4 separate regions of the Mus musculus genome follow, and all the other regions are linked to region 2. The links are chromatin contacts, called in public Micro-C maps. All regions are on one chromosome and are shown on one strand. The core of a region is the stretch at or near the end of the contact, and the rest is flanking DNA. Distances in the headings are between cores, read along the strand shown.

Region 1 (6,839 bases), core at 1,843-4,342, 320 kb before region 2:
AAGAACTGGGATTAAAGGCGTGTGCCACCACTGCATATCCAAGAACATTAAAAAAAACAAAAACAAAAACAAAAACAAAAAACTTACTAAAGTTAAAATTGGCCAGCATTTAGGTAAATTAGCCCCGTCTGTTCTACAGAATGAGTTCCAGCCAGAGCAGCCAGGGCTACACAGAGAAACCCTGCCACCAGAGAAACAAACAATAAGACACCAAAACTCAAAATCTATTTTTAAAAATTGGGATTGTACTGGCTAATTTTATGTCAACTGAACACAAAAGTTCTCTGAAAGGAAGAAATTTCATTGAGAAAAAAAATGCAGTCGGGCAGTGGTGGCACATGCCTTTAATCCCAGCACTTGGGAGACAGAGGCAGGTGGATTTCTGAGTTCCAGGCCAGCCTGGTTTACAAAGTGAGTTCCAGAACAGCCACGGCTACACAGAGAAACCCTGTCTCAAAAAAATGAAACAAACAAACAAACAAAAATCAACCTTACTTTTTATGTATTTTTAAATTTTTTTTATTTTATATGTATTTAGTGAGTGCTCTATCTGCTTTTGGTAGATGGTTGTGAGCCACCATGTGGATGCTGGGAATTAAACTCCGATCCTCTGGAAGAGCAGTCAGTGCTCTTAACCTTTGAACCATCTCTCCAGCCCATCATTTTTTATTTTTATTTTTTACATTTCTCTATTCATTTTTATGTATATGAGTACACCGTCACTGTCTTCAAACACCAGAAGAGGGTATTAGATCCCATTACAGATGGTTCTGAGCCACTGTGTGTATTCTGGGAATTGAACTCAGGACCTCTGGAAGAACAGCCAGTGCCTTTATTCTCTGATCCATCTCTCCAGCACGGCTTTTTTTGTTTTGTTTTTAAATATTCATTTGCTGGGTGATGATGGAGCACTCCTTTAATCCCAGCACTTGGGAGGCAGAGGCAGGCAGATTTCTGAGTTCAAGGCCATCCTGGTCTACAAAGTGAGTTCCAGGACAGCCAGGGCTATACACAGAGGAACCCTGTCTCAAAAAAAAAAAAAAAAAAAAAGATATAAAAGATATATTTATTTAATGTATGAGTGCTCCACCTGCATTTTCACTTACATGCCAGAAGAGGGCATCAGATCACATTATAGACATAGATGGTTTTGAGCAGCCAAATGGTTACTTGCAATTGATCTCAGGACCTCAAAGAGCATCCTGTATTCCTGTGTTCCTTACTGCTGAGCCATCTCTCCAGCCTTAAAAGTCATTCCTTTTCTTTTTCTTTTTTTTTAAAGGCGTGTGCCACCACTTCCCCGCAAAGATCTATTTATTTATTATATATAAGTACACTGTGTCTTCAGGCACACCAAAAGAGGACATCTGATCTCATGAGCCACCATGTGGTTGCTGGGATCTGAACTCAAGACCTCTGGAAGAGCAGTCAGTGCTCTTAACCACTGAGCCATCTCTCTAGCCCCTTAAAAGTCATTCTTTTTTGTTGTTGTTTTGTTTTTTGAGACAGGGTTTCTCTGTGTAGCCTTGGCTGTCCTGGAACTCACTCTGGAGGCCAGGCTGACCTCGAACTCAGAAATCTGCCTGCTTCTGCCTCCCAAGTGCTGGGATTAAAGGCGTATGCCACCACTGCCCGGTAAAAGTCATTCTTATTGGCTATCAAACAACAGAAGTTATTTGTTGCTGTTTTGTTGTCTGGTGTTTGGGGTTTTTTGTTTGTTTGTTTTGTTTTTGTGACTGCAGTGTAAAATTTCTGGGGATTGGTTACTTGGGTAACCTAATAAACTTTTACTGCAGAGATGAGGGTAGAGAAAGCTGGTGCTGAGGTAGAGCATGTCCTGAGCATTTGCAAGGTTGAAATCCAACATGGGGTAGCACAAGGACTGTAGCCTAGGCCTCTGAGTTGCTTCTGATCATGACTTGTGTGGGGCTGATCTTGGTCTGTGTTGGCTGCCACTGTTTCTTCCTCTGTGCATCTGGGGTGATATCACTTTAAAATTGTGTGGTATCTGTGCCTCTCTCAGTGAGCTCTTAAAATCATTAAGCGTGTTGAGATCAGGAGGGGCCCTTTGCTGTCTAGCCAACCACTTTAGCTACAGCTCGGGAAAGAGCTGTGAGTCCTGAGCCCCAACTCCCAGGGCGGGTTGAGCAACGCTGGTCGTGGGCAGTTTGGAGGTAGCTAGGTCCCTGTTGCTGCAGTGCAGCTGCCTGAGGGTTAAGGGTCAACGCCTCCTCTCTTGACAAAGATGGGAGGACAGGGGCTTGGCCCGCTTAAACTCCTGGGATCTCTCCCAACACTGAGTCCCTCAGCTAGCAGGAAAAGGTTCAGCCTAGAGGCCATTGTCCAGAAGAGAAAAGTCTCGGGAGGTGGGTGGGACAGGAAGAAAGCGGGGGCGGGGCGCAGCTTTGTTCTCGGAGTTCCCTGTAGGGATGGGGGAAACAAGGGGAGAAGCTGTATCCAGCCCGCTCCTGTTCAGCCCTACGTGCCTGCCACCTCCTGCAGCCCTCCGCCCCTTTTCTTTGCCTCGCGTCCCTCTCAAGGATCTTCTGAGCCGGTGCAAACCGAAGTTCTTTGTGTTGGGTCATGAATAATAACTCTCAAGGAATTGAGATTTTCTTTTTTTTTTTTGAGACATAGTTTTACAATGTAGCTTTTGACTGGCCTGGAACTCAGAGAGATCTGCCTGCCTCTGCTTGCCACCTGATTGCCAGAATTAAAGTTATGCACAACCATCGCGGGCTCCTAGAGAGGGGTTCTTCGATAATAGTTGAGACAAAAAGCGTGGTGTGGAATACACACCGGAGGAATAGGCAAAGTAGTGATCCGTGAAAACTGGCCACACAAACTAGATAACAACGGCAAAGATGGGGGAAGTGGGACCGGGAGGGGCTAGAGAATTGTCCCTGGAATTATTAGAATGTTGTTAGCTCAGTCGTGAGTGGAAAACAACCTTTAGCAAACCACAGCCCAGCTTCCCACGGTTGGGACCCACCTTCGGACTACAAGTCCCAGCAGGCCCCGCACCATTGCGCATGCGTGACTGCCCCCCCCCCCCGGCGAGCCCGGCGAGCCCGGGGGCCCCGTCCTCGCCCATTGTCTGGCGAGCAAGGGGCGGCACGGCACGGCGGGCACGCTCACGTCGTGGGTCGGGCGGGCGTCCGTGGCGTCCCGCGCCTCCGTGCAGGCCCCGCCCCGCGCCTCAGGACCGGCGGGGCCGGGCGCATCCCGCGGCGGTGGCGGAGGCGGGCGCAAGATGATGAAGTTTCGGTTCCGGCGGCAGGGCGCCGACCCGCAGCGCGAGAAGCTTAAGCAGGAGCTCTTCGCCTTCCACAAGGTGCGGCGGCGGGGGCGCCGGCGGCTCAGGCGGGCCACATCGGGCCGCCTCTGCCCTGCGAGCGCCGCGCTGCTCGGGTGTGCCTGGTTGGGGTGTCGGGCTGCGCCCCGCGCCGTGCCGTGCGCTTTCGGGCTCCTGGTCTCTGAACCCCTGATATCTCTCCCGGTGTCCCTTGGGCTCAGTGGGGTCCTCCGACCTATCTGCCTTTCGCTCTTGGCCTCTTTTCTTTCATTTTTGGTGTGTAGCCCGGCTCGGCTGAGGGACATTCAGGGCCAGGTTTTGTTTTCTTTAACTCTTAGGCGGGCGAGAGAGGGAAAAGTGGGGGGTGGGGGGGCTGGGAAATCCCTGCGCCTCCACTTTTCTCACCAGGCTCTGCCCTACCTTGGGGTCCCTAGTTCAAGGGATGTGCTGGTCTGTATGCTCAACTGCATTTCAAACCTTAGTGCCTCAGTTTCCCCCGCCATGAAATGAGGCCAGTTTCCCCCTTGTGGATTCTGGATGTCCTTGCGACCCGGCCAGTTCCTGACCTTACTAAAGTTGGAGAGACGAGATACAGAAGAGACCCGGGAAAGGCCTCAGCTCCCACCTAGTCTGCACTGACCAGTATAGAGCCCCACAAGCCTAACTCTTATCTGTACTGGTGGGGCTCTGATTAGATGTTACTTTTATCCCAGAGCCTGTGTGCATCTTGCTGTTGAGGATTCGATTTCTCATTTCCATTACACACGTTAAAAAACAAACAAACAAACAAAAAAAAAAAAACTGAGGTTCAGTAGGGAGAGGGCCGCTTATCTTTCCTTGCCTTGCTGTGTGATAGCAGTGGAGTAGGAGTTTTGAAGCAGCTGCTACTGTCCTGAGTAGAACTTAGGGACCCTGGACTTCTCTTAGGAGGCACTTTCAGGGGGAGACCCTGCCATGGCTCAGTTTTTTCTTGTTGCGATCTCAGCAATGATCAGGGGGTGCCAGGCTTTACAGACACCATAACTAAAGAGCTGCCAGGAGAGGCTTCTCAGATGGGAGCCTCTTTTTGGCTCACCGTGAGGGTGTGCCCCATGAAACAAGAAGAGAGTGGGTTTTAGCCAGTGAATGGGGTGTGTAGTGGGGACCTCCACAGTTGTGATGAGTCTCTGAAGCATGGCTTCCCCTGACTGATGATGCTACAGTGGGTAGGAGTTGAGGAGGGTGAGGCCCGATTTGAGTGGGAAGCAATGATAGGAGATAGGTCATCTTGGGGAACGAGTTTGATTGCCACAGGGGGTGTTAGGAGATCTCTAGAGAATAGTGAGCCCCAGATTCTTGAGTTTGGACTTGTAGTCCAGGGTGACCAGTGGGTATTGGGTTTAAATCCAGCTCAGACCACAAATTACAAATTGCCTGTAGGATGTGCATCTCCTACTAGTTTAATTTGGATCCCTACCTCCTTGGTACCAGGGCATGGCGGACAATTCTTCATTGAAGGGGTGGTTTATTCCCTGGGAAAGGATGCGGACAAAAAAGCCAAAACAGAAGGGCAGAATATATAGTAGTTCACAGGGTTGGCTAGAGCTGTGGATAAAATATGGTGTGATGAGGGTGTGGGAATATGGACTGGGATGCTGACGTAGGCGGGACCAGTTAGGGAGGCCTTTCAGAGCTGGTCATTTGGGAGTGCCAGGTAACCTGCACAGTGTGGTCGGGGGGGGGGGGGTGCGGGGGGGGGAACAGAAGGAATGCAGAGGATGCCAAAGCTTTAGTCAGCTGCCTAGCCAAAGAGCCAAGTGCTTTGGGGTGGGAGTCAGGTGAACTGGGATGCCCAGAGAAGGACCACATGGTGAGGCCTAGGCTTTGGCTGTGGATCAGAAGGCATCTCCTGGAGGGCCCCAAGTAGAGGAGGTAGGACTGGCTGGCTGGTTTCCACCGGTGACTGAGCACTGGTCCAGGCAGGCATTGGGTGGGCCTGGAGCAGGGTGTGGGAAGGGTTACTTTTGTGAGTCTTAGAAGTAAGACAGTAGAGCTCAGGGATTGATTGGAGTTGGGGTGCAAAGGGTAGGCACTAGATAGGGATCTAGCCTCTTCCATAAAACGAGTCTGGTGGTGCCCACTAAGGACTGTGGGGACTTACCGTGCTGTCGTGTTCTGGTGTCTCTTGGACACGGAACGCTAAGCCTGGGGCTAACTAGAGGAAGTCAGGTCTAGACAGGGCATGGCAGTTCTGTGGGAAAGGGAATTCCCGAGCCAACTGCCGTGGTTGGTCGGTTGGTTGGTGGCCCTGATCTCTTGGATGGCTTGCTGTCACTGCTAAGTGTAAGCAGGCTGGATGGAGTACTGTGATCAGCCCAAGACTGCTTGTGTAGACCCTGCCACCCCACCTCTCCCTCCCCGATGGCTAGCTCCATGTAGATGGCCTCTTTTATTTATGTATTTATTTCTGAGACGTCATCACATCATGTGGTCCATGCTGTCCTCTATCTTGGGATCCTCCTGTCTTAGCGTTCCAAATGCTATGATTATAGCCATGTGCTACCAGTCCATATTTGACACCTCATGAAGGTATTCATGTCCCAACCACACTTGTGCATGGGTGGGCCAGTGGGAAGAGGCACAGTCACACCAAAGGAAGGAGTACGTATTGGAACTTAGTGTATAGGGAAGGACCTGGCCTCACAAAGAGCGGAGAAGCAGGTAGGTAGCACCAGCATCGACATGGACAATACTCAGGTCCCAGGTGCTATCCCCACCTCTGATGGTGCTGGGATTCCTGTTTTCCGGCTCTCCGTGTGGGGAGGTGGACAGCACCTTCTGGGCCAATTAGAAGCAGAAGCCCCAGGGTATTTTGCCCATAGAACCCTTTCTTCCCTCATAGACTGTGGAGCATGGCTTCCCCAATCAGCCCAGCGCCTTGGCCTTCGATCCTGAGCTCCGCATCATGGCCATCGGCACCAGATCTGGGGCCGTCAAGATGTATCCTTTGCTTCTGAGGTGCTGCTCACTTCATGCTGGAGTCTTAGCATGGCAGGTGCTTCATGGAGACAGCTGTGCTTGTTGGGGCTTCTGAAGAGGTCGCTGTGCCTGTGTGCCTGTGATGACTCCTTTCGGAAATGAGAGGGTCTTTTGGTTGGGAGATGGGTGATTGGAGGGGAGGTCGGTTTGCAGTAACAATGGCTGTCCCTTGCTGCCTTTCAGCCTACCAATTCTTAGGTAATCCTACCATCATCTTGGCAGCTGTGACTGGGGCAGTTAGGGGTGGCCTGTGAGCCCTGATGAGAGAAAGAGTACATGTGTACACACACACACACACACACACACACACACAAATACGAAGACCCCATGTGTTCAACCCAGGGCGGGAGGGCAGTGCCAGGCTCAGCATGGTGAGCGCAACACTGCCCCCATCTGGACACCGATGCCATACAATGGGCTGAGTGAGCTGTACAATGCAGGCATTTTCCTGTAGTCCAGGGTGGGGGTGGGGCAACAGGCTGCTGAATGTCTCCTTACTCTGGAAATAGCACCCTAACCTGCCTTC
Region 2 (7,135 bases), core at 3,224-5,723:
GCCTGGTCCCTAACTGCCGTGTCCTGGATGTTAGCAGCTGCTCCTCACCATCACAGCTCTAGAGGAGCAGGAGTAGGGCCTAGCCATGCACAGGGAAGCAGTCAGCTGCTGGCTTTGCTGGCTGATCGATGTCTGCTTCCGGACAGGTGGGAGGGAGGGACTGTGAACTTGCTGTCCTATTCTCTGCGTGCTAATGGTTCCTGGAGTTTGTGCCTCAAATCAATGCTTTTGGCTTAATCAGAAGTCCACGGTTACCTGGGCAGGGGAAGGGCATGTGTGTATGTGATGACATGTAAGATTTCCCTATGGCTCTCCTGGAGACAAGGACCCTATTCTTGCTTGGTTTCTACCTGTCTAACTGGGGTGGGATCTACCTGCCTCTCACTTCCAGTGAAGGTTGGTGGGCATTTAACTCTATCATGTGATGCCTGGCAGATACACAGCTGGCACAGGCCATTATAACCATCCCCATTATCCTTGTCAGCAGTGTATATCTTGGGACAAATGGTGCTGAAGAGAGAGGCCAGTTTAAGGGCACAGCTCTTGGGCCTGGGCTCTACTCTGTGGCTCACAGCCTGAGTGACAGGTTTCTTTCCACTTGACTGATTGCCTAGACTGTGGACAGGGCTCAGGCAGAATGCCCCCTTGTGTCTCTTGACTTCCCGCCCATGGTTCCTACCACAAATGCTTATCCTGATGCCCATGGGCACCGTTCTTTCTGACTCCTTAGATGGGGTATTGATCAGGGGCAGGATGAGCACTGGAGTAGGAGGCTAGGCTTGTTTCCCAGATGGTCACGCGCACACACACACACACACACAGTCCCATGACCATGCAGATGATTTAAATGTGTCCATGAGCACTGAGCTGAACAGAAGAACTGTTCCTGGGAGGAATTCTCCACCGTCCTCATCACGCTTGTTCTGGAGACGAACCCTCATGCCCATGGTGCCTGCCCTGGTCTGCACACAAGGACCTGTCTCTGGTCTCATGGAATTGGTGTGACAATCAGGGAGGTGACCAAGATGCCAGACTCCTGGGGGGAAAGGCAAAGCAAGAAAGGGGAGGTAGGGATGGCCTAGGAGTGGTCTTTCCCTGGGGTATCCTGAGATGTCCTGAAGGAAAAGCTGTGGGGGAAGCAACACTCCTGCCTGGACAGGGTTGGGCTGGTGGCAGCCAGTATTCCTGGAAGGGAGAATGGAACAAGTGGAGGGCAGAGGCTAGGCCAACATCTAGGCGAGGCAGAAGAAATCCTATCCTTGGAGAAGGTGTTCTTAAGGAGCGTCAGGTGCTGCCAGGCCAACAAAGACACTGAGGAAGGACCTCTTGGTTTCCATAGGAATTGGTTGTCAGAAAGGTGGCCAGCTGCTGGGCAGAGAGGCCGTCGCTTCAGACTGCTTCTCAGGAGACAGCATCCCGAAGCCTTCAGGCATTTCTCTGGATGGCTTTGCTGTTCTTGCTGTCCTTATGTCAAGGAAGGGTTTCCAAATAAGCTGATGGCTTCCTCTGGCTGCCCCAGCCTGAGACTCTAAGGGCACACAGGCACAGGCGTTCGGCTGAGAGGATGGACAGGGTCCCAGTTATAGCCTTGTCCAGGAGGATTCTCTCAGATTGAGGGACAGCCACACAGGCCCCTGGGGATGTATGCATGCATGCACAGGACAACTTATCTCTGTGCCGTGCAAGGCAGGAATTGCTTTTCTGTCCTTGTGGCCACCCATGCTTTGCAGAGAAGGATGTGGGACTTCAGTGAGAAGTGTGTCCTTGGGTCCTATGCTGGGAGCAGTTGTGTTGAGGCTGGGCACATTCTAGAAAATTCCCTCCCTCAGCTCTGGAGGGAGGCAGGATGTCTTTTCCTGAGATAGGGATGGTATGACCCACCCTGTCCACACCTGGAGCCCTGCTTAGAGAGAGTCTCCTGTATGGCTGTCCTCTGACCTCTGTCACTGTATCTTGAGCATGGGTTTGCTCTCCATAGGAAGGTTATGACCATGAGCCTGGTAGAAGACTCACGATGTCCCAAAAAGAGATGAGATTTTGGTTAAGAAATGAAGCTGGTCCCTGCTTGTAAGCTGGAGGGTGGGATGGGAAGTCTAGAGTGCAGAGCTCTTGAGTGCTTATGGGAGTTGGGGTGGTTTCTCTGGTGGGTCTTTTTTGTTAGGTGACCTTGGACAAGATGCTGGTTCTATCTGTGAAATGTGGCTGATGAAAGGGTAGGGGGAAAAACCCTACCCTGGCTTTACGCAGGCCTCTGAGATCCTTGCTCAGAAAAGCAGCCGAGTGTGGCTGTATATGCGGATGTATGCTCCACCCTTGAACTCATTATAGGATCAGCCTAAGATCCTAGACCTAGTGGAGCCCTGTAATGTTTTGTCCGTTTTCTTGTCTACCAGCATGCTGTGAGCTCTTTAGGATGTCTGGTGGAGGCCCCCGAATGCAACCTGAATTTGCTCTCCCAGAGAGGGTAGAGACTGTGGGGGGGGGATTTTTTCCTTACTCCTGCCTTTGGCTTCTGTGTTCTGGACACCAGGGCTGGGTAGAGTGGACCAGGGACATCTGAGCCATTTTTCTCCTTGTTCATTCAGGAGAAGGTAGACATCAGGACATCATGTGCCTGTCCAAGGCAGGCCTGGGGGCCTGGGGACCTGGGAATAGAGTCCCTGGGGTTACCCGTTTTCTCTCTATTGCAGCCCCTAACAGTGACTAGACAGGAAGGCATGGCCATCTGAAGGACACACTTGGTTCTGAGACACCTCTCCCTACCACTGTGAAACTAGATAAGCAACTATTCCTTGATGAGCCTCAATGTCTTTATCTGTAAAGTGGGTCCATAGATCATATGGCCTCCCAGAGGATCGTAATGGCAGCAGAGTAACTCTAGCTAAGTCCTTGGCACAGAGGCCAGCACAGATTGCTTGAACACCCAAGACCCACCAGCCGTTTGACTCAGCCCCTTCCTCAGCTAAGAACTGTACATGCGCTCATCTCTTTTAACCCTCACCCCAGTGCCATAACTCAGGGAACCTCATGATGTCCATGTGATCACAGGGAATCCAGAGACCCAGTGCTGTTGTACCTGGCGCTCAGGGTTGCTCAGTTGAGTTAGGGTAAGCATAACCCAAAGTGGGAGAGTTTTCTGGGGACTCTGGGGTCTGGATGAGGAGTCGGCTCCTGGAGGTGGGATGGTGGGTTTTGCAGAGCGCTGAAGAAGCTTCCAGAGCCTGGGCATCTGGGTGGCCAGAAAGCTGCGCTTCTTGGCTAGGATCCTGCATCGAGTGTCTCTGCTATTCAAATGCATAATTATATTTCACATTACAGAGAGGCTGGAGACCAGGGGGCTGGGGAGTTTTGTGAAGCTTGTGTTCTGCCTGCAGACCAGCCTTCTTGACCTGGTTCTTCAGTGTTAGGGTTGAGCTGGGGGTCAGCTCTATGATAAAATGGGATTTCCCTGAGGCCAGCTAGGCTGATCTGTCTGCTAGGCTGAAAGGTCCAGGCTCTGCAGGAGGCGAGGCCCAGACAATAGGCTCCAGGAGACTGGGAGAGGAGAGTACCAGGGGTGCCTTCCAGACAAGAGTGGGCAAGGGGAGGGGAGTCACATGGAATCAAATCAGCAGAAAGGCCAGAAGGAGGAGCACAGAAAAAGCAAGAGATGAAAGCTAAATACAACACATGATGGGAAGAAGCGATATGGTGTTTAAAGAGGATGGGGTGTGCCTGTAACCCTGTGCTTTGGTGTGTAAGGGGAAAGAACGCGTGAGCTCAGAAGCGAGCCTGTGTGGATGTGTTGACTGATCCCACCCCGTATGTGCATATGTGACTATGACTGCACCTGTGCACCTTAGCCACCGCGCTCCTCATCACATGCATCTCGTGCAGGTGTCGCCTGAGCTTGCTATCCTGCTGTGTGCAGCCCGTCCAGATTCCCTTGCCTGCCTGTAGTCTGAGTATTTATTATATGCTCGCCATGCACCTGTGTGTGCGCGTGTCCCCAGGAAGATGTGTGTGTATGGGTGTGTGTGTGCCACGCGCGTGCGCGCGTATGTGTTCGCGCGCGCGCGCTCCAGTGCGCAAGTGGCTGGTGCGTGTGGGGGGCAGCTGGGGCCAAGAGGGGCCACCGGGCCAGGCCAGGGCGGTGGTGGGCGGGATCAGCGGCGCCGCGGCGCAGGGCGGGCGTGCTTTTGGCGGAGAGTTGGAGGAGTTACCGAGAAGGGCTACTGTGGCAGCGGGGCGCGGAGCTGGGTGCGCGCAGAGCTTCTGCCTCCCGCCGCCTCCTCGCCCTCCATTCCTCGTTCCCCGTCTTCCCCCGGCCACGCCGCGACTGCGCTGCCACCGCCTCCCTGAGAACGGTCGCCGGGGGAGGGTGCCCTGTACGATCGAAGCCCGTTGGGAGGTGCAGGACACCCACACCCGGCTCAGGGGAGCGCGCCCGGCCCTGCCCGGGATCAGATAACTGCGGCGGGGGAGGGGGTGGGTCGGCGCTTCTTGTCGCGGGACTGAGCGACAGAAGCCAGCGGCGAGCCCGGAGCGAGCGCCGAGTGGCTGGGGGCGCCGTCTGGGCGTGCGCCCCCGACCTATGGCTGGCTGGTGGCACCCAGCGCCCGGGAGCGACGCGCCCCTCGGCGTGGAGCGCTCCCAGGGGCTGCGCTGAGGCGGCGGCGGCAACGGTGGCAATGCAGCCAGCGCAGCGGCGGCCGGGACCGGGAACGGCCGCGCGGAGCTTGGAGGACGCGGGACGCGCCGCGCCCCGGCCACTGACCGAGGTAAGAGCGCGGCCGCGGGCGCACGGCCCACCCGCTCGGCCCCAGTTCCCCGCAGACAGCTTCCCGCCCCGGGTGAACGAGGGGTGGTGCAGCAACAGGGAAGGTGAGGCAGAAGAGCTCCCTCCGTTCCTTTTTCTCCTTTCCCGTGGTGAACCACCAGATGAAATGCTGACAGAGAGCTTTTCTTCCCCTGCCATGTTTCGGGCTACAGCCACCAGGGAACTTTGCTCCGGGCTAACGTCTTTCCAGGGGTGTATATATGTGTTGCGGGGGCGGGAGGGGCGGCTCTCGGAAACTTTGAGGAGCTCTTGATTCCCCTCGGCCGGCTGGATTGAGGGGGCTCGTAAAGCAGCGGGCGGAGCCACTTTTGCGCGCGGCATAGGTCCTAGGCGTGACCTTACCCGAGAGACCTGTGATCAAGATGGGGTACAGAGTGAGTGCACAGGTTTGGCTAGCGACCTGAGAATGCTCCCGGCTAAGACCTGGGATCTTTGGAGACATTTCTTTCCCGTCGCCTGTGCTGTAATGGAGTCAAAATAGTCTGGAGGTGGTTCTTAACCATCCATCTAGCCTGCAAGTCCAGGGCACCTTTTGCTTCTTAAATTTGGTCTTGAGAAACCCCAAAAGGGGCTCAGTGCAGAGTCTCTCCTAGACGCACAAGTCTATTCTGGTGTCCTGTGGGGGAACTGCACCCTTTGGAAGAGGCAGCTGGGGTGGCGAGCCTATGAAGAGCTTTGGGGGAGAGCGGGAGAGCTGAGGCCCTAGACACCCAACACCCGGACACCCGTACCTGCCTTAATTTGTGCACATGTCCTATGACTACCTTAGAGCTCACAAGAAATTGTCCTTTGGTGAAGGCCTCCAGTTCTAGGAGGTTCTGCCGCCCTACTGATAGACCTGGTGGGATTGGGGCTGCCCCTCTGGCCATTCCCAGAGTGTGATACTGTCTTTGGTCCTTTCTAGTTTCTTCCTTACTACCTGTACCCAAGCCCAAAGCTGGCAGTAATGATCTAGGGACTTCCTGGCCTTGGCATCCACCTCCTGAGCACTGGTTAGAGGCTTCAGCTCTCTGGATTGCCTAGGTGCCCACATGCTCACAGAAATCAGCTGCCGCCTCCTCCAAGGTGGAAACCCACAAGGCTTAGGCTCCCAGCCTTTACACACTCTTTGAGAGATAAGCAAAAGCCCGCCCTGGCTGCTGTCCCACCTGACTAGACTCACTCCAGCCTGGCACTGCACCAGGTGCCTGATTTGGGACCCCTTTACCAAAATCTGCCCATGAACAGGAGAGGGCCAGGGAGGGGAGGCGGATCTGAGTACCAGGCTTCTCCTTGAATATTCCTTCCTCTGCATCCCTTTAGGGTCTGTAGGGGAACCCCAAAGAGACTTCTCAGTTCTTCTGAAATCATCAGTTGTGTTCAAGGGGTCCCTCCAATTGGTCAGGAGACACAAGGGTCTTTGTCATAGCAGGTGACCCTGGATAGGCTGAGCCACTCGTGAGAATAAATGCATGGCTGTGGGCATATGGCCCACCAGACCAGCCTCAGCATTGTGGGAACGGGGATGGGGGGTGGGGGAGGCTCAGACATCCTTAGGGACAAGGTAGGTAGAGCTGGTGCTGCTGGACCATCTTCTCCATTGAGATACTGCTATATGCGGACAGAAAGTGCCTTGTAAATACAGTGTTCACACAGGACTGACATTTGTGTACTTCAAGCCCTAATTGTTCCCATCTGTCTTGGGTTGGGTGGGCACAATGGCGTGATGGATTTGTCCTCTATCACTGAGCTCTCTAGGCAAGGTCCCCTGTAGATGTGTGTCTAGTGGAGGGAGGTTTAGGAGGCTGTGCTGTGTTGGGAGAGGTATCCGCGGCAGGTGCTTCCAGAGCCATGCAACATGTTAGGTCAAAACAGAAGGTTTGCCTCATTTTCCCCGAATCAGAAGGCTTTTTATGCAGACTCCTGTGTTTCTCTCTGCTCTGCCCTAGGCAGGACTGGGCAGTACTGAGTGGCTCTCTAGCAGTGAACTAACATGGCAGCAATAACAGTAACAACACTGGCCACAGTGGCACCTCTAGGCTCTGCGACACTGGGGCTAGTACAGCCGGCAGACAGTTTCCTCTGGCTCAGCCAGGCCTCCGGTGCCTGGAGCCATAGTTGGTATGACCAGTCATGGCACCCAAAGGCTTTGGCACAAAGCTATTGTGGAAGTGACTGCGTCATCAGTCTCAGCCATCTCTGTGGTCCTTGCCAGCCCCCGGGCAGGGTCTGCTAGTATACTGTGAGCTTTGCTCAATAGTCGGTCTCAATTCCCTGATCCTAACTCCTGCTCTGGGCAAGACCCTTCCTGCAACAGATGCAGCTGGGCCTGGTGGC
Region 3 (7,293 bases), core at 768-3,267, 460 kb after region 2:
ACGCAAGAGTGATTATCGTGAGGAGGCCAACTCTGCCTTCCACAGACAAGGGTGAAAACTGTGTTGACTACAACCCACTCGAAGGAGAACCATCGGATGTTTATGACGATGATGAGCGAATCTGGCTAACTAATGACTACAGTCCACCAGATAGCATTTGTGGGAGGCCCCTGGTTCAGCTTCAGCTCCTGCACTGACTCTGACTCCAACTAACTTCAGGCGGCTCTGAAACCAATTACGGAACTAAGCTGTAACCAATTAAGCGGTCTCTGCACACGCTCGTTCCCTCTCAGTGCTGTCAGATCCTATTATTACTGGGAGTTGTCTGAATTCGCCTTGGACCGCCCAATTTGCAAATCACTTTTGTTTTGTGTTGCTTTGTTTATAATTGCTCAAATTCACATTGAATTTAATTAGGTTAAGATTTCTCCTTTGGGCCGGGTGTGGTGGAACACATCTTTAACCCCAGCACTTGGGAGGCAGAGGCAGGCGGATTTCTAAGTTCGAGGCCAGCCTGGTCTACAGAGTGAGTTCCAGGTCAGCTTGGACAAGTTGGTGTGGGCACTGTCAAGGAGGCCCAATGGGGTTCTTCGTGGGTCTTTTCTCCTTTTCCAGGGATGGAGAGAAAGGATCTAAGCCATCTCTTTGCTCTGGATCTCTCACATGCTCACCTGTTACATTTGTGTCCCTTCAAGGCATTTTTGGTTCTTTGTCCAAAACACGTAGGCCACTCCAGGGGCTGATTCTGCATCCCCAGCAGCAAACATATTGTGTAACACATAGTAGGTGCTCAAAAAAAAAAAACAAAAATCTGTCTTTGGTGAATCCATACGCTTTATGATGGGTGCTGAGTGTGCAGAACTGGGAGGCAATGAGCACTACCCACTAGCACTCAGAGACAAAAGGAAAGGCCGGTGGGCGCCACGAGGAACAGCCCAGGCAAAGGCCCAGGGGCCTGCTGGCCAGGAGTCTGGGTAGCCAGACAAAGTGTAGGGAGTCACGAGGAGCACGGGCTTGAAGGGAGGTCGAGCCAGACTGGTAATTCCTTTCAAGTCCCAGTCGGAAATGTTGGCCTCAGCCGTGAAGGAATGGAGAGCCACCGGAGGCTTAAACAGGGGAACACAGATCAGGCACCTGGGACACTCTTGCAGCCGACAGAGAATGGGAGGAGGAGGAGAGAGCAAAATCAGAAGAGACTGGGTGGCCAGGGTGGCGGGAGGCACACCGAAACCAGGCTTAAGGTGGACAAGGAAAGCAGCATTGGGCTCAGCCAGGATGGAGGAGAGAGGGCTCGAGAGGCTCAGCCGGGCGGGCGGGCGGCGGTGAGAGCAGATGGGCTTAGAAGGGAGGAGGGGCCGAGCGAGGAGAAACAAAAGCACCCCAGATGGTCCAGGGAACTGTAGGAGGGGAAAGAGTGGGGGGTACAGACACCCAGCAGGGGAGGGGGCTGGGAAGGAGTTGGAGAGGGCCCTGGCTCCAGTCGAGGCAGACAGAGCTGCTGGCCGCCTGTATCTTTCTGCTCATGGCTCAGAAATGTCCCAAGCTTGCCAGGAGACTTCGGGCCCCTGCTGGCCCTGTCTCCTCCCAGGCCAGGCAGCTCCCTCATAGGGAGCTTTGGGACCGTCTCCCCTAGCCTTCCCATTGCCAAGTGAAGACCCCTGTCTCAGTCCCAGGGACACCTCTTGAGCAGACTAGTTAGGAAAGCAGACATCTGCAGAGGGCCTGTCAGGAAACAGAGGGGTGAGCAGAGGCCAGCGGGGGTTGCCAAAGGACCCACAAGTCCAGCAGGGCAGGAGGCAGAGTGGGGTCCAGGGTACAGTTGCGGCTGGTAAGGAGTTAATGTCTGGTTCACAGTGCTTCTCTGACAGGCCTAATGAGACCCAGGTGGTCCTCTGGCCCCTGACAGTGTAAGCTGATGCCGGGGGCCGGTTGTTGGGGTGGGGGTGGGGGGCATTCTGCAGTTCCAGGGGCGGAGCTGGGTCTGTGGGCTCAGACCCAACACATAACTGTGGGCGGCTGCAGTCTGGGGCCCCAGACAGCCAGCCTCTCTCAACTGAGCTGACACCATGAAGGTACTGGCCTGGAGGATCAAGACCATTTGTGGAGACAAGCCACTTGCCAGATAGGGAACAGCGAAGCTCAGTGGAGTTCTCTTGAAACTTAAGTTCTGGGGATATTGGGCCTTCCTCTGAAAGTTGAGAGGGGGTAAAAAAGACAGAGGGCAGAGTTCAGGCAGGGAGAGCCCTGGGAGGTGGGAGGCGTCTGGCCCATGTTGGGGGCTACACTCACCCCATTTCCCATCCCCAGGCCCTCCCAGCCCTGCCACTGATGCTGATGCTGCTCTCCATGCCTCCCCCCTGCGCCCCGCAAGCCTCTGGGATCCGGGGAGATGGTAAGCAGCCCCCATTCACAGACACGGCCTGGTCAGCAGGCTGGATGAGGCCATTCTAAGTGAGGCTCTGCAGGACTGCTTCCTCCTCTACAAAGTGGCAGGTATCCCCCTAGAGAAATCTCCAGATTTCTCCTGATAGAGTCCCTTAGGCCTGGAGCAAAACTGGGATATGGAGGGGGGTGTCCTTATGCCTTAGTCTTTCTCCTCACGGTCCCCACACTGCCACTCGCAGCTCTGGAGAAGTCCTGTCTTCAGCAACCCCTGGACTGTGATGATATCTACGCCCAGGGCTATCAGGAAGACGGCGTGTATCTCATCTACCCCTATGGCCCCAGTGTGCCGGTGCCCGTCTTCTGCGACATGACAACTGAGGGCGGCAAGTGGACGGTGAGTAGGCAAAGGGGCCTCAGGCCAGATGGGGTTCAGGCAGCTGCGCGATCCCGGCTGTCATCTCTGTGAAGTGGATTTTTCATCTTCATGGGGACTGGATCCAGGGCTGCTAGCACTTACTTGCCTGAGGAAGCTAATGCATGCTGTCCTCACAGCGGTAGGTTGGTGCCTTGTCTAAATGAGGAACTGCGAGCCCAGGTAAGTAGCATTAATAGCCTTGGCGGGCACAGTAATGAACTCACAGCCAAGTATTCTAGATCCTCCTGATGGGTTTTGGGTTTTTTTGTTGTTGTTGTTGTTTTCTAGACAGGGTTTCTCCTGGAACTCACTTTATAGACCAGGCTGGCCTTGAATTCAGAAATCTGCCTGCCTCTGCCTCCCGATTGCTGGGATTAAAGGCGTGGGCCACCACGCCCGGCCCTCCTGCTGGTTTTATCATGCAGTGCTGGGATGGAACCCAGGGCCTCTAAGCTAAGTGGGTGCTTTGCCACTAAGCTATGTCTACAGGTCCCAGCTCCCTCTTAATCTTTTCCCCTTCCTGTCTCTCAGCAGACAAGGGGCCTGGTAGATACCCCCTTCTCAGCAGCAGATGTTCAATGAGAGGCCTGGAGCCAGAGAGTGTGTTCTGTTTTAGCAGTTCCCTAACAAAATGGCTAAGAGTCACCCTAGGGTACTGGACCTCCATCATCCAGCCCCTTGTCCACTTGTTTCCAGGTTTTCCAGAAAAGATTCAACGGCTCAGTGAGTTTCTTCCGGGGCTGGAGCGACTACAAGCTGGGCTTTGGCCGTGCTGACGGGGAGTACTGGCTGGGTAAGGTGGGGCCATGGGGTGGGGGCTGCCCCTCAGCCAAGTCTCTGCTGACCGGCTGCCACCCGTCCCTAGGGCTGCAGAACCTGCACCTCCTGACACTGAAGCAGAAGTATGAGCTGCGCGTGGACTTGGAAGACTTTGAGAACAACACAGCCTATGCCAAGTACATTGACTTCTCCATCTCCCCCAACGCCATCAGTGCTGAGGAGGATGGCTATACCCTCTACGTGGCTGGCTTCGAGGATGGCGGGGCAGGTACCCCTCTCAGCTTCTTCAGGGGCAGTGGCGGGGGGGGGGGGGGTAGGGGGAGTCAGTAAGGGGTAGGATCAGTAGGGGGTGGGGCGGGTACCTCTCTCAACTTCTTCAGGGGCAGTGGTGGGGGAGGGGGTGGGGTCAGTAGGGAGTGGGGTCAGTAGGGATTGGGGTCAGTAACGTAGGATTGGCCCTGCTCCATTGGTTCCTAAGGCCCCTCCCTCAACCCTTCTGGGTGTAGAAGAGTCATAGCTCTCCACAGACCAACTTCAGCTACAGGAACCTCAGCCCCAGGGAACAGCCACCCTGGCCCTGCTCCAAGTGGCCCTGCTCCAGGCAGCTCTGCAGAAGAACAGCTGTTCTCTTTGTGGCTCAGGGAGGGTGCCCCCCATCCGATAGGATGCCACATCATGTCATCCCAAGAGTCATTCATCAAGTGCTGTCATCCTCTCAGCTCCTGGCCTCAGTTTTTCTAGTCTTCCTCCCTCTTGCCAGGTGACTCACTGTCCTACCACAGTGGCCAGAAGTTCTCCACCTTTGATCGGGACCAGGACCTCTTCGTGCAGAACTGTGCAGCCCTCTCCTCAGGAGCCTTCTGGTTCCGAAGCTGCCATTTCGCCAATCTCAACGGTTTCTACCTGGGTGGTTCCCATCTCTCCTATGCCAATGGCATCAATTGGGCCCAATGGAAAGGCTTCTATTACTCCCTCAAGCGCACGGAGATGAAAATTCGTCGGGCCTGAGGGGCTGGCCCAAGCAGGCCCCATCTTTCCCCTGAAGTCCCAAGGGTCCATGTTCTCCCTCCACGCTTTACCCACAATTCCTGAGCACCAGCCATGCCCTGGCAAATCCCTGTCCCACATACAGCCACGCCCTGATGCATTCCACCTGAGGCTAGGCTGTCAGCAGCCCTCCAGGCCTTTCTGTGGCTGAGCCATCCTAGCCTGGATCTGGCTGAAATCCATTAAAAACTCCAAGTTGCTTCTACCCCTTCACGACAGCTGAAAGCCAGAAGCTACCTTCTAGCTGCCAGCTTTTGCACCCCACCTCAGCAGTTTCCTTACTGCAGAGCCTTCTGTTTGGGGCTACCCTCGACAGAGTCATGCAGCACCTGTGGCATTGCCAATCAGCTCTTGCACACTGCCACACCCCAGCACTCACATAGCTCTCCTCAGAATACTTCCTACCTTGGCCTCATCACTTTACTCCCTACGTGAGCATCATGGAGCCCAATCCCATCTGCCTTCACTCATCCCTCAAAATTCACCACCAAAACAATACTCACCACGGCTACTGCTCAACTCTGAAGTCGTCATGGCAAAGATAGGCTTGTTGACTTGGTCCCCTACTTGCCCTAGCGATCGTCATGAGAGGCAGCAGGGATCAATATGTGGGGCTGGAAGTGGGTGGGTAGCAGAGGTCTCAATAAACTTCAGGATCTGATGGACTGGCTTTGTGGACAGACATTTACTTGGCTCCAAATATGAGCACCTGGCTCTTCCTCACTGTACCATTGTTGGTGTGTTTACCCCAACCCCAAAAATGACGCAGAGTCAGGTTAAAGAAAACCTTGTATTTCACAGGCCTCATTTTGATGGCAAAACAAATGCATATTACAACAATAATAAAAAATACAATACTGGAGAAGACTGCTCAGGGAGGAGTAGAGTCTCCTGGTCCTGTTATGGCTCGGTGGTGGCTCAGGTGGCTGCTTAAGGCTGAAAGGTGGGTCTGAGATGAACCTGCAGAGTAACTCAAGCCAAGCCTCACCTGCCAGGCCCAGGGTGCAGCCCTTTGGATCGCACCCCTGGACCTTGATGCTGGGTCTATCCTGGCAGCAAGGCACAAGCTGTGGGTTTCAGGGCTCTTGGAGGTCAGGCAGGTCAGACAGCAGCATTGGGGAGTCCATCTGGATCTCACGCTGCAGAGACTCAATGTCAGCAGGGTTCATGCCATGGCCCTCAAGCCAGTCAGCAAGGAGAGAGGCTGAGAGTGAGGCTGAGTCTGCCTGGCTGTAAGGAAAAGAAAGAGGGATGGGTTTTCTCAGCCTGGGCTGGCAGAGCAGCCATTCAGACCCCCACTAAAGCTCAGGCCAGCCATCTTACCCATCCTGTGGCCCATCAGCCACACCCATATCAAAAGATTGATTTAAGAATTCCTCCAGATCAAAGCCAACTCCGTAGCCAGCCCCACTGCCCTTTGGAGTGCCAGAGAACACAGGAGGCAGGGGGTCCTCCACCTGCAGGGGACAATCACAGGTTATAACACAGGTGCCAGGAAGGACAAAATGAGGTCAGTAGAGCATACCCTGCTATTCCTGACGACTCTACCCAGATATCCCAGAGCATGAACACTGCCTTGACATCACCAAGCACTGGTGCAGATAAGGCTGACTCTAAGGCAGACATTTTCCAAGCAGCGCCTACCTTCCAACAGGCTCTCCACTGGCCTTCTATGTTCCCTCTATGAGCAAAGGGGCAGGCTCAAGGAGGGAAGCCTCCCTCTGCTGCTTCCTCTCATCCAACGTGGACAACTAACCAACCCACCTTCCAAGACCAGATGAAGATATCCCAGGCTTTCCTCTTCTCACCTGAGACTTGGACAGCTGCTGAGTCACCAGGTTGACATCAGGTGACTCTGATGTAGAAGGCTGAGGGGTGAGCCCAGGATCTGGAGGTGGTGGGCCAGATGGGAAGTAAGGCAGAACTTCTGGGGCACCAGAACCAGGCAACCCACTAGGTGGCACAAGTGACTGGGAGGCCAAAAGGCTAGTGGAAGGGGCAGTCTGGAGCGGAGCAGGGATAGGGCCAGCAGGCTGGGGAACAGGGCCAGGGGGTGGGCAAACAGGCTGGGAGGCAGGACCCGGAATAGAGCCTGCAGGCTGTAGAGGACCAGTAGACTGAGATACGGGGCCAGTAGGAGTACTAGTGGGCTGGGCAGAGGACGGTGCTGGCGCTGGTGCTGGCGCTGGGGCAGGGGCAGGGGCAGGAGGCCTAGCCATGCGAGTCCACCGCTCTAGCAGGCTTCGGTCATTGTCACTGAGCACCAGTCCAGCCAGAGGGTCAGTAGAGGGGCCCCCCAAGGTACCAGCCCCCCTCTCCTTGCGTTCTCTCTCTTGTCGTCGCTTCTCCCGCTCCTTGGCTCTCTCTTGTCGCCTCCTGCGCTTCTCTTCTCGTTCTCGCTGGCGTTCCTGAGCTGTCACGGGCTTTCGAGGCTCAGGCGCCTCCAAGGGTGCACTGGGCCCATCTGCAGAAAAGTTGGACAAGGGAAAGGTAATGGCTTACAGATCTGTCCCAGAATCCCTGTCTACCACTCCACTACCCACTCAGCTGCTGGGCCCACACACCACCTCTGAGCCTGCTCCTTAGGGACTTGAGCAGGGCAGCTTTGAGGGCTGCTTTGGTATTGTCGGAGATGGCACCCTCTCTTTTTGGTGGAGCAAGCTCAC
Region 4 (7,695 bases), core at 2,665-5,164, 480 kb after region 2:
TCTGGCTGCATCCGCTCATGACAATGGTCTCATGACAGAAGCATGGTTTGAAGGGGCCACATGGCAAGGTGGTCGGTGACTCAGGAGAAAGATGCAATCTTTTAAAACCATCCATCTTCAAGACAACTAGCTCACTTCTTGTTTTGTTTTGTTTTGTTTTGTTTTGTTTGAGACAAGGTTTCTCTGCGTTGCCCTCACTATCCTGGAACTCACTCTGTAGACCAGGCTGACCTCGAACTCAGAAATCTGCCTGCCTCTGCCTCCCAAGCGCTGGGATTAAAGGCATGCGCCACCATTGCTTGGCTGCTAGCTTACTTCTCAAGACCTTCAAAACCATGTGCTGAATTTCCCATTTTATAATATATACTCAGTGACCTGCTGAACATAGACAGGACTGAGGTCAACCTCAGCAGTATAGAAAAAAACGCTGCCATAAATCTCCTGCATGGCCTAATTACCTCATGCCCACTCCACCTGTAGGACACAAATCACAGTTACACTAGAGAAGGATGACTGGCCTCTATGTTTGGCTCTGAGGCTGATATTCTCCACCCCAGAACTTTCCTCAGGCTGGTCTCGCTTGCTCTGGGTGTGGAAATGTGAACATATATCTGTTGTCTGTCCTCAGAACCCAGATTTGTGAAGAACAAGACGGTAAGGGTCATCAGAGCTGTTGTCGTGGCAACATACCTCCTTGGTGATTTCTTCCTTTTATCCTTCCTTCCTAGGGAACAGTGAGAGGCCCCAGGCACATCCCAAACCCTCTCCTCCCCCCCTCTTCCTGTCCCCTCTTCTTTTGACCACTGTTGACCCAGGCATATTTGGAGATGCCAATACCATTGGATGACCACCAAGAATAGTAGCAGTGGTTGAGTGGAGCCAAAAACTCTGAGGTGCCTTGCTCTTCCACCAATATCCTCTCCTGGATTATTTTTAGGGACTCCAGCCATGCCATGGCTCCAAGTGCCAATCCTCACCTGCTCTCCACAACTCCATTAGGCCTTCAAATCTAACACCACTTGGGTGACTCTTACACTACCAAGTTCAGGTGCTAACATAACATGAGGTACAACCCGGGCCACCTCTGGAACAGCTTGTGTGCTGACTCAGGAAACACTTCCCAGGAGATTCCACCTCAGTGACGCTGGTCTCTTCTTAGTCACGGCTAATTTATCTCCAGCTGAGCAGCATCCATTGTCCCAGCCAAGCAAAGGTTTCACTTCAGCGTGTCTGGTCTCTTGTCAATCACAGCCGATTCTTCAGCCCAGCTGACCAGACACCACAGATTCTGCACACAGAAGGCCCAGTGGAGTCTTTGCTTCCCTCTGGAACGTCACAAGCCAGGCCTCCATCATCTGAACTGCTCTCAACGTTCTTATCTTCCTACAGACCAGCTCACTGAGCTCTCAACGCTCAATGGCTCTTCAAACCCAAAGCTCCAAAGTCTCTCCACAGTCCTCCCGAAAACAACATGGTCAGGTCTGTCAGCCATGCCCCACTCTCCTGGTACCAACTTGTCTTAGTTACTATTGCTGTGATGAAACACAATGACCAAAGCAAGTTGAGAAAGAAAGATTTATTCAGCTTACACTCCCATCATGGTTCATCAACAAAGGAAGTCAGGATAGGATCTCTAACAGGGCCGGACATAGAGGCAGGAACTGATGAAGAGGCCATGGGGTGAAGGGATCTGCTGCTTTTTACTGAAGTTAGAATCATCAGCCTTGGAATGGACTCAGCTCACAGTGGGCTGGGCCCTCCCACATCAATCAGTAATTAGGAAAATGCCCCACAGGCTCACCTACAGCCCAATCTTAAGGAGGCATTTTCTTTTTTCTTTTTTTTTTTTAAACAATATCAGCCAGATATTGGTGGTGCACACACACTTTTATTTATTTATTTATTTATTTATTACATGTAAGTACACTGTAGCTGTCTTCAGACACACCAGAAGAGGGCATCAGATCTCATTATGGGTGGTTGTGAGCCACCATGTGGTTGCTGGGATTTGAACTTCAGACCTTCGGAAGAGCAGTCAGGTGCTCTTACCCACTGAGCCATCTCACCAGCCCCCAGGAGGCATTTTCTTAACTGAGACTCCTGTCTCTCTGATGACCCTAGCTTTTGTCAAATTGACATAAAACTCACCAGAACATCTACCAGGGTCCTCGAGCACTCTACAGCTGCTGGGTGAGAGCCTGGGGATGCTTTTCATTATCTTACCTCTGCAGTGATAAGGAGAATGAAACATTTTATAAAATGAGGGTTCCTTGATGAAGACTTATGGCTTCACTCATATGCCCAAACCAGGAGCATACGGTATCTCCTGCTATGGATGCCTTTAGTAACTAGATGGGAACATTCTCCTACAGGACAGAAAAGGCCTGAGAGAGTACAGGTACCAGTGACTGAAATCATCCCCAGGTTTGTTTTCTCATAGAACTCAGGATCACCAGCCTAGGGTAGCACCATCCACAGTGGGCCTGGCCCTTCTCCACCAATCACTAATTAAGAAAATGTTCAACAGGCTTACAAGCCCAATCACATGGAGGCTTTCTCAATCTTGGTTCCCTCCTCTCAGATAACTATGGCTTGTGCCAAATTGACAAAAAAACTAGCCAGCACAGACCTCTTCCTAAATGTCTCATCCTGTTGGTTTAGGACAGAAAAGCCTTATCTAATGAGTAATTTGGGGATTGAGAAGGCTTCCTTTCAGTAGCCTGTATCTTTCCAACGCTTTCAGTAAAGAACAGCAAGTGGCAGCCACCGGCTAGGAGAGAGGGGCCTAGAGCCTCTGCTTGTATGACTCTTGGCTCTAAGCTAAAAGAATTTCTTACATGCTTGCACCTCGGCCCACCTAGAACGCTGTGACCACATGCCTTTCCTCTTCCCCATAGGTGGCTTTGGGAATCCCGCCAACTGACTTCCAAGCTAACAGTTAGCGTGACCTGGTGTCATTACTGCAGGCTGAGCTCCCTAAAGTATACACATCTGCATCCGTTTGTTTCCAGGCTCCCTCATCATTAATGTGCTCTTTGATGTTTCCTTATAAGCTCTGAAAGTGAAGTCTGATTCTGCAGCTAAATTCCTGTAACGAATATGGCTAAATTACCTTCCAGGTCTGGATTTCAGTCACGCCCTCCAGAAAACTGAGATGTGTTCAATTTTATTTATTAAAGAAGTAGTTCCCAAATATTTTGCACTGGCCGGGCAATGAGGACCAGGCATTCAATGCCCCTAGAGTCGAGCTGGGGATCTAAAGGCAAGAAGCTCGCATTAAGCCACCTTGAATTGGACAGTGATAGAGTAAGTGCAGTTGAATCCAAGCACTAACAATGGTGTCTACCGAAAAGGATGCTGGTGGCTTGGGACCAAGCTCTGACATCCCTGAGCTACCAGTGATTTTCCAAAATTGGGTGACTGGTTCCGTGGGCTCCAGCTTCTCATGCAGGACGCGGGACTTGGACAAATGGAGTCTCCGGGTTTCGATGACAAGAGCCTCATAGGGCTGAAGGGCGCATTCTTCACCTGAGACAATGTGCTGGGTGATGCCCGCTGGACCACTCCCGCGCACCAAGCCTTCCAACGATGGCGTCTTTGCCGTCGCTGTGTGTGGCAACAGCGACACCACCTGGAGAGAGGTAACTCTAGCACGTGACTTTCCGCGGGCCTGAGTGCCGGTGCTGCTTCTTCTCAACATCCAGCTTTGCAGCCTGCGAGCTTCAAGCATGGCCAGACGAGTGAAGTCACACAGTGCGGGTCCGTGGACCCGCCCCTGGGGGTTAGGTTCCGCGCGACAGACACGGAGGACAGTGCCCAAAGCCATAAAGACTACTGCGCCTGCGCACTCTTACCTTTGAGCGAACTCGTCACCGCTTGAGAAATTTGTCCTAGACGACTTACCGTCTGTTTCCAAGACAACCGAGAGCCTCCTGGCAACAGCGCGCGGCCTGCGCCGGTCTCCCGGCCCATCAGTGCAATGGCTGCAGCAAGTCCCAGCGTCTTCCTGCTCATGATCACCGGGCAGGTAGAGAGCGCACAGGTAAGCAGTCGTGGACTCCGCCCGGGGACGGCCTGTTTCTCTCCCCGGGCTCTTCGCTCAGCTCCTAGAAAGCCAAGATGCTCTGAGCATCTCAAATAAATGGAAAGGAGAAGCAGCATTTGAGAACCTTGGCTCCAGGTAGATGAACCGGACAAGCTTGAGTGAAAACAGACCTCGAGGCGTTCAGCTGGTACCACTTGGATCCTGTTTACTTGGTTGAGTGGTGGCCTAGGACTAATGGGACTGAAGACTCAGCTGATCCATTTAACAGCTGGGAACTTACCGGAAGGCAGTGGCCAAGGTGGGATTTGACCCGGTCCGTCTAAGAGACAGAACTTTGCTACATTATTCTTCTGGGCTGCTTGTTGAAAATGCCCATTATTCCTACATATTCTGAGGTTTGGCTGACATGCTTTAGGTTCTGCCAAGTCTGAAGCTCAGTAGGTGTTCCTGCCTTCCCATTCATTGGTACTGCGTCCTCCCTGTTTTCCTCTATCCGATTAGAGGATGTCTGGGCTGCTTACTCTGGACACCTTCCTTGGCGTCTGCCCTGGGCCTTCCTTTCTCCGGGACCCTCAGTTTTAGCCATGTTCTTTGGCCCTGTAGCTTCTGGGTTTCACGTGAGCATCATTTCTGTAGAGCTAATTTGTGCCCAGCACTGGAGATGCGCTGAGGCATGAAACCTGTTCCTTCTTCAGTCTAACAGGGTTATCAGATAGACATTAGGTACCCACATGCAGAAATGCAGAGAAGTGAAGGGAGCCAAGCAATGATCCTTAAGCCAGCTAGAGACTGAAGGGGAACTCTGAAAGATGGGCAAGGGGCCTACCACATGTGGACTGAGAAAGACAAGACAGAAAGTAGACCCTGAGCAAAATAACCTACGGGTATTGGCAGTCTGGGACTAAGCCTGACTTCCTGATTTCCATTCCCTGCCCGCCCTGAAACCCATGTCCACCTCCTCAGTCCCAGATGCCTCGTGTTCCTAATTCCTGTCCACTGCATCTGCCTAGCTAATGTGTGGGCCCAGTTTGCCCTTTCTAGACAGAATCCTGTATACTTTTTCTCTCAGTTTCCAGAGTATGATGACCTCTACTGCAAGTACTGCTTTGTGTATGGCCAGGACTGGGCCCCAACAGCGGTAAGTTGGACTCATGGGCCTCCTCTGGTTAGAGCTTTGGTGATTCCTGAATCATACCCTTCTATTCGAGACCAAGAGGTAGACACTAAGGTCAGAGATGACCTAAACATTGCATTTGTTTTTGGGGGAAAGCTAGTTTATAGAATACAGTCACTACTGGGTTCGCTGGTGTACCCCTGGAGTCTGTTAGTGGCAGCTGAGAGGGACAAGTAGCAGCCTAACCAGGCAGGCTCTGGAGAACCACCTGCCAGTGGCTTTGGACAGCATCAGCCAATACCCCCACCTGAAAACAAAACATGGCCCCTTCTCAGGCAGCAGAAAACAACCAGGAGCCAGGACAAAATGAAGGATCTCTTCTTAAGGTTTTAAGGAGTCTTTTTACCACAGGAAGCGGCTGCAGTGCAGACCACTATGATACTATACAATAGTTTAAAAAGTGGAAGCCAAACAGGATAGCATATGCCTGTAATCCAGCACAGAAGGCTGAGGCAGGAGCATCTCTAGGAATTCAAGGTCAAGCTGGGCTACATATATAATACCAAACAAATGGAAAAAATAAAATTAAAGCCCGACTTCTTTGAGCCCAAGTTTCTTCATTTGTATCACGGACATGTTAATATTTTTTGGTTTTTCTAATGCTTTCAATATATATTAGAGATTAATTCCATTTTAAATTATGTGTGTGTATATATCTGTGTATGGGTATGAATGCAAGTGGCTATTGAGGCCACAGGTCAGATCCCCTAGAGCTGTAATTATAGGATGTTGTAAGCTGCCTTTGGGGCTGGAGAAATGACTGAACAGTTAGAATGGGTACTTTTGCAGAGGGCCCCAGTTTGATTCTCAGCACCCACATTGTGGCTCACAACCATCTGTAACTTCATGACTATTTGAGTCCTCTGGGAGTGACCAATGTCTGACAGAAGCCCCCATCTTGTAGAGACATCTGTTCTTGTTAAGGAGACACTAAGTTGGATACATTCTGGTCTGTTAGCCAAAGATGGGTGGAATGAAGAGGGAGTGGATCAGGAGCTAGAGTGTATGACTAACTGGGAGGGAAGAATCTAGACCAAGGCATTGTGGATAAATATTTAAAGGGAGAGTGGAAAGAAGCAACATAGAACTTAAGTGACCTCCCCAACTTGCCTACTTAGACAGAAAGGTCATGGGTTCCTGGAACTCAAACCAGCTATCTCTATATCTATGTCTATTCAGGGTCTGGAGGAGGGGATCTCACAGATAGCATCTAAGAGCCAAGATGTACGGCAAGCACTGGTGTGGAACTTCCCCATCGATGTGACCTTTAAAAGTACCAACCCCTATGGCTGTGAGTCTGTGGGCCATGCTGGAAGGGGGAGATCTTCTGCCGCATCTGCCACCACTCTCCTTCTTTAGGCTGCCCTGCCAGTGTCTGAGTTTGTGCCCCAGCTTTTGATGCACTCAACATCTGCCTTTTTTGTTAAGTGCAGTTTGCACATGGAGCCTGCAATGCTGCAGCCACGTGGCCTGACCCCAAGTTGTCCAGCTTCCCATTGTAGTGCTCCAGTCAGCTCCAGTATCGGCTCATCCTGTACTAGTTGCTCAGGGCCCACTTCTGAGCCTTCTGCTCGTGTTCTGGGTGAAGCTTTCCCCTATAGCCCCTCGGTTTCTAATCTGCGTCCTTGCAAAGCAAGCAGAACAATGGAGATCAACCAGGGCAGGCTAAGGTTGATCTGCCAAGGTTAGCAAGCCTGTAGTCTCAAGGCAGTTCAGAGAACACTGAGTGTACTGTAGTACTGTACCTGCCTGCCTGAGTCTTTCTAAGCACATACCCAACAGAGAAGAGCACACAGTGTGACAAGAGCCCGTGAGTGACTGATCTGAGACTTACTGCAACAGTTCTCAAAGGAACAGCTCATGTGCCCACAATCACAGTTAACTGCAGTATACGGTGGTGGTCAGATATTTGGCACCGAGAATGAACAAGCCACTATACAGGAACTATCTATCTGAGTAACTCCCAGGTTACCTTTGGTGGCAGAGTAATAGTGTGGAAGGCACAGATTTCTTCATCCTTTACTGAGCACCCCCTGTGGTTGGTACTATTCCAAGGCTTTTAGACACAAGAAAGGTCATGAGAGAAAAGGTTGGACTTGTCTGAGGCCGTTCAACAGTAATTACAGAGCCAACTTCCAGGCCTTACCTGTCATTTAGAGTAGCAGATAGTAGTAGATCTGTCTGCTACATAGAGAGGGCAGACACCTTAGAAGGCCTGACTGGATATGAAAAGGAAGCATTTGGAAACGTCAATATGTTAAGGAAAAAATACCTGGAAAGCCATGATTTCCCACAGGGTATCACAGTTGGTGAAAACCACACGCATCAATCAGTGAGTAAGAAAGCAGGGCTCAGGGTTCGAAGAGGGCCTCCACAGGACTTCCTGTGTCTACTAAATGTTCTGGCTCTGTCTTCCTAGCTGTGAGCTGAGGTATGGAGAACACTCCCAGGGCACCAGCAGCGATACAGAAAGTGG

The links. Hi-C and Micro-C count contacts between places; a contact is called where the count stands out from the background.
Region 1: a Micro-C map of embryonic stem cells shows a contact between it and region 2, with 2.8 times the contacts expected there. The contact joins the promoter of Llgl1 here to the promoter of Kcnj12 in region 2. A contact is called at or near these places in 3 of 484 Hi-C or Micro-C datasets (all in embryonic stem cells), 1 of 115 datasets of contacts at active chromatin or transcription factors (microglia) and 2 of 9 other capture datasets (adipose tissue and liver).
Region 3: a contact with region 2 is called in a Micro-C map of embryonic stem cells, with 2.6 times the contacts expected there. The contact joins the promoter of Mfap4 here to the promoter of Kcnj12 in region 2. A contact is called at or near these places in 1 of 484 Hi-C or Micro-C datasets (embryonic stem cells) and 1 of 115 datasets of contacts at active chromatin or transcription factors (large pre-B cells).
Region 4: a Micro-C map of embryonic stem cells shows a contact between it and region 2, with 3 times the contacts expected there. The contact joins the promoter of B9d1 here to the promoter of Kcnj12 in region 2. A contact is called at or near these places in 1 of 39 promoter capture datasets (embryonic stem cells), 1 of 484 Hi-C or Micro-C datasets (embryonic stem cells), 3 of 115 datasets of contacts at active chromatin or transcription factors (SST interneurons, large pre-B cells and microglia) and 1 of 9 other capture datasets (liver).

What each region holds. Positions count from the first base shown.
Region 1 is chr11:60,696,608-60,703,446 of GRCm38.p6, forward strand. It overlaps Llgl1 (LLGL1 scribble cell polarity complex component), which reads left to right and starts at 3,093. Exons shown (of 21, transcript NM_001159404.2): 1 at 3,093-3,334; 2 at 6,177-6,274. The coding sequence starts at 3,254.
Region 2 is chr11:61,018,091-61,025,225 of GRCm38.p6, forward strand. It overlaps Kcnj12 (potassium inwardly-rectifying channel, subfamily J, member 12), which reads left to right and starts at 4,474. Exons shown (of 2, transcript NM_001267593.1): 1 at 4,474-4,760.
Region 3 is chr11:61,483,414-61,490,706 of GRCm38.p6, forward strand. It overlaps Mfap4 (microfibrillar-associated protein 4), which reads left to right and starts at 2,018. Exons shown (of 6, transcript NM_029568.3): 1 at 2,018-2,072; 2 at 2,308-2,392; 3 at 2,625-2,779; 4 at 3,497-3,593; 5 at 3,666-3,848; 6 at 4,341-5,292. The coding sequence starts at 2,067. The coding sequence ends at 4,588. It overlaps Mapk7 (mitogen-activated protein kinase 7), which reads right to left. Exons shown (of 7, transcript NM_011841.2): 4 at 7,195-7,293; 5 at 6,436-7,091; 6 at 5,951-6,084; 7 at 5,399-5,857. The coding sequence ends at 5,704.
Region 4 is chr11:61,501,230-61,508,924 of GRCm38.p6, forward strand. B9d1 (B9 protein domain 1) reads left to right here and starts at 3,915. Exons shown (of 7, transcript NM_013717.3): 1 at 3,915-4,042; 2 at 5,115-5,183; 3 at 6,399-6,510. The coding sequence starts at 3,980. B9d1os (a long non-coding RNA gene) reads right to left here and starts at 3,857. Exons shown (of 1, transcript XR_141098.4): 1 at 3,156-3,857.